2 separate regions of the Gossypium arboreum genome follow, and region 2 is linked to region 1. A link is a contact called in public Hi-C data. All regions are on one chromosome and are shown on one strand. Each heading gives the region's core, a stretch centred on a gene start, on an enhancer-like site or on the middle of the called end of the contact. The rest is flanking DNA. Distances are from core to core; before and after follow the strand shown.

Evidence for each region. A called contact is a pair of places that touch in the nucleus more often than the background predicts.
Region 2: a Hi-C map of leaf shows a contact between it and region 1, with 2.9 times the contacts expected there. The contact joins the promoter of LOC108461379 here to the enhancer-like site in region 1. A contact is called at or near these places in 2 of 5 Hi-C or Micro-C datasets (both in leaf).

The regions. Positions count from the first base shown.
Region 1 is chr2:6,658,938-6,663,446 of ASM2569848v2, reverse strand. LOC108464149 (zinc-finger homeodomain protein 2-like) reads right to left here. Exons shown (of 1, transcript XM_017764274.2): 1 at 4,168-4,509. The coding sequence ends at 4,348. Among protein-coding and RNA genes, the nearest start is that of LOC108464149, 3.3 kb to the right of the region's middle. Within about 2 kb of position 1,791, at least 1 of the 2 cell types and tissues checked has an H3K27ac peak or open chromatin away from gene starts, as enhancers often do. A contact at or near this core is called in leaf, where this site is marked.
Region 2 is chr2:6,782,437-6,786,945 of ASM2569848v2, reverse strand. LOC108461379 (ATP-dependent 6-phosphofructokinase 5, chloroplastic) reads right to left here and starts at 2,295. Exons shown (of 13, transcript XM_017761219.2): 1 at 1,723-2,295; 2 at 1,375-1,465; 3 at 913-986; 4 at 512-623; 5 at 1-88. The coding sequence starts at 2,048.

The sequences.
Region 1 (4,509 bases), core at 542-3,041:
GGATTTCCCCAAATTCTTTACTGATTTAGGTTTAACTTCTTGTTGTGTGTATAGAGTTTTAGGTGAGGTATTAGTTGGTACATCATTCAGAATATAACAACTCGTTTGTAATGCGTATCTCCTAAAATATATTGACGATTGTACATAACATAGAACAAACCATGTCTAGTACACTCTATTCCTTCTCTCTACCACAACATTCTATTATGGAGTACCCAGTGCGATTAACTAGGAAAATATCTTGTTCTCTATGAGGTATCTTAAGAACTCGTCTCATAAATTTTCCCCATCTCAGTCAGGCTGAAGTGTCTTAATGAGTAAACCTAACTGTTTCTCCACTTCTGCACAAAACTCTTAAAATTTATCAAATGTTTTACTCTTGTGGTGCATTAGGTACACATACCCATATCTAGAATAATCATTTATAAAAATTATGTAGTAATCGTAACCACCTCTCACACTAATGTTAATGGAACCACATATGTTAGGGTGCACAAGTTTTGAGGGTTGAACGACCCCTGTACCTTTTGCATTAAAAGATCACTTGGCTATTTTACCATCCAAGTAAGATTCACATTGTGGAAGAAGCACCTCTTTAAGTGAACTTAAAGTTTCTTCTTTCACAAGTATAGTAAGATTCACATTGTGGAAGAAGCACCTCTTTAAGTGAACTTAAAGTTTCTTCTTTCACAAGTATAGTGATTCTTTCTTGGTTAATATAAACAAATCTTAAATGTCATAATTACACCCCACTAGAGTGAGAAGTTTTAAGTTTCTTATTCACGCATTTAGTTTCAAGCAGTGAGTACATCTTAAGTTTGATAAAATAGAGATTATTTTGTATCCATCCATTACAGATTAGAACACAATTCTTATGAATTGTCAATAATGCCTTTGTACATTGTCCATTACATGAGAATGTTTACATTGTCTGGCCTCCAAGCTTTGTTAACGTAAACTTTTTGTACTTGGGGTATTTAAATAAGTCTTTACATTGAATCAAACAAGCTTTCTATATGTGGAATATTGCACTTCATCAGTTTCTCTTTTCCTTTGGTTTTGTTGGTCTAAACTAAATGCATCTTTTTTTTTATTTATCGTGATCACAGTGGTTCTATAATGTATATTTTTTTTTCTGTGTATGTTGATGCTTTGCTTGTAACCGGCAATAATCAACATCTTATTACCAATTTCATTCTAAGCCCCAAAACAATTTTTGATAAAAGGATCTTGGTAACATTCATCACTTCATTGAAGTCACGACAACTCCAATATTTAATGGCCTATTCCTATCTCAAAACAAGTATATCTTGAATCATCTTCAACAAATGAATATGGTTGACGCCAAGCCTATTGAGTCTCCTTTGTCTACTTTTTATCTCTTCTACTTAATGATGGTAGCCCCTTCACAGATGGTAGACGTTATCGTAGCACTATTCGTGACTTGCAACATTTGTCTTTAACTTGACCTGTCATATCTTTTGTAATGAATAAGTTGTCTCAGTACATCTCAAGAACATTGGAATGAAGTCAAACGACTTCTTCAGTTTTGAAAAACACTATTTCTTTTGACTTGTTCATTTGACATATTGAGTCCTTGAAGGTCACTACTCTTTTTGATTCCAACTGGGTTGGTGACAAAGATAAATTTCTCTCTACTAGTGCCTTTATTGTTTATCTTGGTGCCACTCTGATTTCGTGGGCTTCGAAACACCAAAGAACTATGACTCAGTCCTCTACCGAGGCTGTGTATCCAGCCATTGCGACCACGACCGTCGAAGTTAATTGGGTTGTTTCTTGCTTGGAGAGTTAGACCCATTTGCTAAGCTACAACCAGTATTATATTGTGACAACCTTGGTTCTATATACTACTGCAAGAATCCGATTTTTCATTCCTGAATGAAACATTTGGCATTGGACTATCACTTTGCGCAACAACAAATATAAGATGACCATTTGCCTGTTGATCATGTTTGCAGCAAAGATCAGTTCGTTTATCTAATTACTAAACCACAATCCAAACAACGCTTACATCTCTACAGGTCCAAGATAAGTATCTCCGATGGAAACACGATATTGTGGGGGTGTATTAAGGATATTAAAGATTATATCATATCCAACGCTATTTTGATTTTAAAATCCCTAATATTCCCTTTGTATATATCTACAATCTATTGTATTATTGACATAATATAATGAAAAATGTTTCCATTGCACCATATTTTACAATAATGTCATGTACTTTTAGTTATCTATACATTACATGTTTAATGAACTAGATGTTATCGTATTTTTAAAAAGGAAGTTAAGTGAGTTTAGTTTTAATTTTTTTTTTTTTAAAGATGTATAAAACTATGCAATATGGGTACATGGAATTGGAAGATACATTTGATTGAGGATCAAAGTGACAAACACATATAAGGAAAAAGGCTCTGACGAATTCAAATAGAGGGGATTTATGTATGGGAAACAAGGAAACTAAGACCTCAGATTCACTATTATGGAAATAAGCAGTTTTAACCCTTAAAGAAAAATGGGTAATTGCTGTTTTTAGTTTACTTATAAACTCTACCCTCTCGTATATATAATTAAGCCAAAGCAAGACTAATAAAGACAATGGTGCCATATTAAGTAATACAGGTAAGGAAGAAGATGATCAATCACTATCTGATGAAATTAACTTTGGAACAAGATTCCCCAACAGGACCACAACATGCATTTCCCTATGCACCTTTACCTGCTCTACTACTGTGGTTTAATTTCCCCAATCAAGCAAACTATCCTCAACAAGTGCATATTTATATCTTGCAGCTACTACTTTGGACACAAAAGCAAGCAAATTATCCCATATGTATGTATGTATGTATGTATATGGTAGCAAAAGGGTCAAAAAATCAGCATATGAGCCATCTGAAAATCTTACCTTATAGAGAGAAACAGGTCCCTCTTTTACCTGCAATGTAGTTGTTTTCTGACTTCATTCATTTGTGGTAGTATTAATTACCTTCCCAACAATAAATAATCTTTTAATTAATCACCGTTAAGACATGAAAAGTTTGTTTTATTACAAACATCTGTGTGGTCGCCTTTGAAGACACAAATGTTTCTAGTTAGTTTTAGGATTACATGGAATTAATTAAGCTTTAGGACCTGAGAGTTGCAAAGAAAAAACATGAATCTTGTGAGTGTTTTTTTCTTCTTTTTTTCTGCTCCTTGCTGCTAGGAGAGCCCACATGTTTCCTTTAGAAGGGTTTGAAGGAAGAAGAAACAAGGAAATGAAGTTAGAAAGACACAAGCTTTGGATCTATCGTTCCGTTATTACACAACAACATGAAATATTGTTGCAAAAAGGACCTGTTTCCCTCTATAAATATTATATATTTATTATATGAACAAGTTTGAGAATCTCATTATTTTACACTACCGCAATAATTAGTATTGCTGAAAGAATGAGCAGATGTTTTAATATATATATATATATATATACATATATTTAAGAAGAAAAAACAAAGATCAACTTCAGTACTCAAAGACTGAAAAAGTAAATGCGTTACCAGGAAAAACAAAAGGAGGCCCCATGATTATAAACCATTGTTTGCTTCAACATTAAAGGCAAACTGTACCCATGCCTTAGGGAAAAAAGAAACTGCAGAAAAAGAAAGTGAAGACTGAAGAAAGAAGAAGAAGAAGTGCAACAAGGAAGGCAAAGTGCTGTGAAGGAAAAAAAAAAAGGCTTAGAGGGCATCTACATTGAATGGAAGGAGGAGAATCAATGTTGAAAAAAGCAAGCAAGAAAAGAACCGCATACATTAAATGCCATGACGCCATCCATGATACCTCAAACAACAAGCTCCACCGCTCCCATTCAGGATTTGATGAAATAAAGACTTATAGAAAAAGAACATTAACTTGAAAAAAATGCAGAGACACACACGTAGAGGAAATTAAGTAATCTTATGTTTATATATATATATAATCCCGGTCTCCAAAGGGAGATCATGCTTCACCGGTTCTTCCTTCTTTTGTCTCAATGCTCTTCCATTTTCATCATGCCTCTTGCATTGCATTGCATTGCATGTCTCCACTTTGCTTCAGTGCTTCATTATGTAAACCCATTTTGGAATTAAAATAGTGCTTTTTTGGAAATGCAACAAGAAGGGAAATAGATTAGAACTAAAATAACTTAAGTTCCCATTAACATTACGTGATAACCTAATTTAAACCCAACATAATAACACTGTTAAGTAGTCCATGCCCAACATCATAATCACTATCAAAGTACCCTTCCCTCCCCAGATGGTCAACCCTAAAAAATGTACACATCTAAAGTTCCCTCATAATCTGTTTCTAGGGTTTCTTACCAAGAGTGTGCTTGTTATTATGCATCCAAACTTTCAAAACTTGCCTTTTGACCCCAGTTTCGTTGCAGAACTGTTGAACAATCTCTTCATCATGTTTCTGAATCCGCCACCCTAGTCTCTCAGCTAAACTCAGCATCTTCTCCTTTTG
Region 2 (4,509 bases), core at 1,046-3,545, 120 kb before region 1:
CAGTCAAGCCTTTGTCTGAGAATCCACGATAACCGAAAGGAATCCCCACAATGTTTTTTACACCATATATTTCCAGTGTGATGACAATCTGCACTAGTTCATTAATTTAAGAATGTATTGGTCAAAAAACACTAAAGCATTCAGGTTTCAGACTAAACATGAAACTTTAATCTAACATTATATTTATGGTGTTAATATCCAATCATCATTACTTCATCCTACTTTATCAGTTTATCATGAAAGTAGAAGAAAAACTTTGGTACATGGTATTTTGAAGTTAAACTGAAATCTATTGACCAAGAGAACAATATGAGACATATTGCATGTCCAGAATCTTGGTCAGTAGACACTGAACATGAATTTTTTATTTTAGCATGAAATACAAATTAAAAACCAGTTAACAATTACATAACCAAACAATGAAAGCACTGAGTTGAATCAAATAGCGTAGCTGTTGTTGGTAATTACAATCATGCCAGCAGCAAATTGAAATTTTAAGTATGGTGCTGACCTGTCTAATGACATCATTAAGACCAGGGCAAAGCCCACCACAAGTAACAATTGCAGCCTTCACTTCTTCTGGTTTGAAATATATTTTCTCTCGAGGCCCAGCACGATGAACCCTAAGATGATATGTAATGTTACATAATATCATAACTGCCAAATGAACTACAAAGTTTCATACATTAAACAAAGACAGTGATAAGGGAATATAAAACATGGTAACAAATGTGGACACCTGATGACAGTGGACATATAAGTTACAAAATCTACTAGATCAATACAAAAGTTGGGAAACAATATTAAAAGCAATATAACATTATTTTACCACATATTATTAAGTATTGTAGTGAATGCAATAGAATGCATGAGTCTATGTAAACCTATAAATAAGTAGAGAATTATGCTTACCATTGTTCAACCCAAGTACAGTTAGGATCAATGCACTCCGCACCGGCAGATGTAGGAGACGAGTAATGTATGACCTGAAATATTTAAAGATCAGAATCTTGACCAATCTAGTCTAAATGCAGACGACTAACCGAAGCAAATGAAAGATTATTTCTGCAGAGCTCGAACAATTAAACCAATATCTTGATTTAAGATATAAAGATAAAAACAGAGAGACAAGCAAACCAGAATTTACTTCTAAAGGAGCAAGACAAGTAAATTTCTTTCCTGAAATTATTTAAGCCATTTCAGGTGATTTTGAATTCACATTTCAAACAGATACTCAACACATGGAAATTATCAATTTTGAACATGATCTCCAAGCTCTAAACGATAAGCTCATGTAAGAATTTCAATTCTCCATAACACAATTCAGCAAAACATCAGTGAAATTTAAATACATATATATGGAAAAGATATTACCTTAAGAAGCACTCTATCGTTATTATTAATATAACCATGCCATTCCTCATCCGACGGATAGCCTTCCGCAAAATCCTCAGTTACCGGAGTTCTGTAACAAAAAAAAAAAAAAGAAGATCATTTAAGTTCTATTTGCTAAGTTCAAAATAAATAATTACTTCACAAAATAAATTAATAATTAATAAGATAAATGCCATCAAATTCATTGAACTCCAAAATAACTACAATATTTTAGAATTTTCTCACTCTCGGGAGTAAAAAAAAAAAAGAAAAAGAACACTCACAAGAAGTGAAAATCAGCTGGAAACAATTTCAAAAAAACAAGGAAAAAAGGAACTTTTTTTTTACCTCATTCTGAGACAGAATGTGGAAGGAAACGACTGAGCATCGGGGAAAGTATCGGTGATGTGAGGAATATTAAAGCGTCTTTCGAAATCTTGCTGGAACTTTGACTTCCAATCAGGATCACTAAAATCGATACAATTTTTCGAGCTCTGTTGACTACATTCAACCTTGAAGAAACCACTAGTACTCCTCTGCGATCTCAGTGTACCGAGATTCAAGGAACTAAATCCATGGCGGAAACGGAGGAGACGACGGTGAACGTTGTCGTTTCGAGGGAGGCGGAGTTTCGGAGAAGCCGAAGTGGTGATCGTATGGGAAAGAGTTTCCATTAAACGACAAGTAAAGTTGAGTTTTTAGCTTTCTTTTTTTCCCTTTTTGTTTTGGTAGTTGCAGAGTCTATGATCAAAGATTCAAAGCTTTTTATTTTTTTTTTGTTTTTTTTTTTTATTTGGGAAAGCGGGGTATTTGGAGGGAGGGAGGAAAAATAAGAGGAGACAGAGAAAGCAGACAAATCGAAAACGGCAGCCGGTTTTGGCCGTACCTACTACAAAGTGTTTTGGCTTATAAAACCGAGGAGGCTTAAAATTCAACGGAGTTGCCACTTCTTTGACCATATTAACCTTTTCAATTTTTTTATTTTGATTAAAATTTGGCTTTTTTATCCTATAATACAAAAAAATAATTAAATATTAAAATGGTATTCTCTTGACATTATTTACCAAAATGGGTTGAAGTAAACAGTACCGAAGGGTTGTGCCAGAATTGGTGTCGACACTAATTTTTTTTTCTCAATCATTTAACCATATTAGCTAATAATTTATTTAAAAAAACTAATCTTATTTAAATGGTAGAGAGGCCATATGCAACGGTACCTATATTATACACCTATACCAGGCAAAATTGGGTTTGTACGGGTAAAAAAGGGTGGAGGGGCATTCATTGGTGGCACTAGGGTTGGAGAGCACATGTCAGGTGACACTAGAAAGAAGAGAGAGGCCGTCAGGCGGCACCATTGGGAGGAGGGACTGTCATGTGGCACCAGACCATTATAAATTTGAGTTGAACAATTGTAGCAATTTGTGTGTTTTCTTGAATTGTTGAAGTAATTTTTTTGTTTTGCTGAATGGTTGTAGCAGCTAACCGATAAGAAGAAAGGAAAGGATTTTTTTTTTGTAGAAGAGAAAACAAAGAAGAAAAGTCAGAAAGATATGTAAGGTTTGTACAGTGATTAATTTTTGTTATTATAATTTTTTACAGTTGAATCTTGTTTTGTTTTTCAAATAATTATTGAGAAATTTAATTATGTTTAAATATTTTTACATATTTAGATTGAAGATGGATAATCAATTTTTGTATATGTTTATTTCGATGGAGTAATTTTAACAAAAACAATTACTTGTATATTTAAATTTTGCCAACAAATAATTATGAGATTTAATAGAAATGTGTTGATTAATGATATGAAAAAAATGATCAATGCAAAAATTGTTAGCCGTTGTGAGAGAAGGATCTCGAAACTATACTACAAATTTCCAGTTTCGCCAAATCCCATCAAATTCACTAAGATGGAACTTGTAGATGATGAAGAAGTGGATACAATGGTCGCATTTTATTGCCAGAATCAGAGTGGCCACACTGAACCGATTTAACTGTTTGCTGAGTTAGTTAATGTAGAGTCAGCTGAAGATGTCATTCCACTAACTAAAGAACATGGAGTTCAAGATCCGTATACGGATGTTCTGAGAGTGTCTATTGATAGGCGATCATCTGTACGCAGGTTCAACATCGATTTTAATGTTCCACCTGCGTCTAATACTCTTAACCTGAGTCCCCGTTTACAAATACATCAGATGGTGATTGAAAGTGATATAGATGGTGAAGATGGATATGATAATAATGGTCCTTTTGATCATAAGGTTGAAGATTATAGTTATCCCGATCAAGATGAGGTCCCAGAAGATATCGACAATGAAGGCGCTAATGATAATGAAAATGTTCACGCATCTTCAGTCAGGAACCCAATTTGAGGCATTGTCATACACAATGATCCTAGGGCCCCACATGTTGATTGTAGATTCCGATACGACACATGCAGCTGAGTTCCTTGAGTATCCCGATATGCTACCTGTTCACCGATTAGCCACAGATCCCAAACGTAAGGAGTTGTTTATGGGCCAAAAATCCGCGACCAAGGAAGACTACATATTTGCCATCAAACGGTATAGCATGAATATGTCAATTGACTACAAAGTTATCGTGTTTAAGCTGATATTGTATATTAAGGTGTGTTGGAGGTTGGCAAAAGGGTGCAATTGGCAAGTACGAGTTGCATTTATCCAGAAGTCACAAATGTGGAAGATCCATAAATTTGTTGGGCCTCACACATGCACTTTTGCACGTATGACACAAGATCACCTCAAACTTGATGTGAAAACTATCTGCAACTGCATCTTGTCAGTGATTAAGGACATGCCGACCATTCCTATGTCGGTACTGATTGCCGAAATGTAAGAATTATTCCAGTACTGAATGTCATACCAGAAAGCATGGATAGTTAAACAGATGGTCATGAAGCAGTTGCATAAAGATTGGGATGTGTCGTACAATAAACTACAATAGTGAATAGCCGCTATGCGAGAGTTCGTGCTAAGGACTATGTTGAATTACAAACACGACCTTATGACAGCTCGGACAACCAACTACAACCGGGAAGAAGAATTTTTCATTTGATGCGTGTGGGCTTTTCCCCACTGTAGGCCGCTTGTGTAGGTTGATAGAACCTGGTTATAC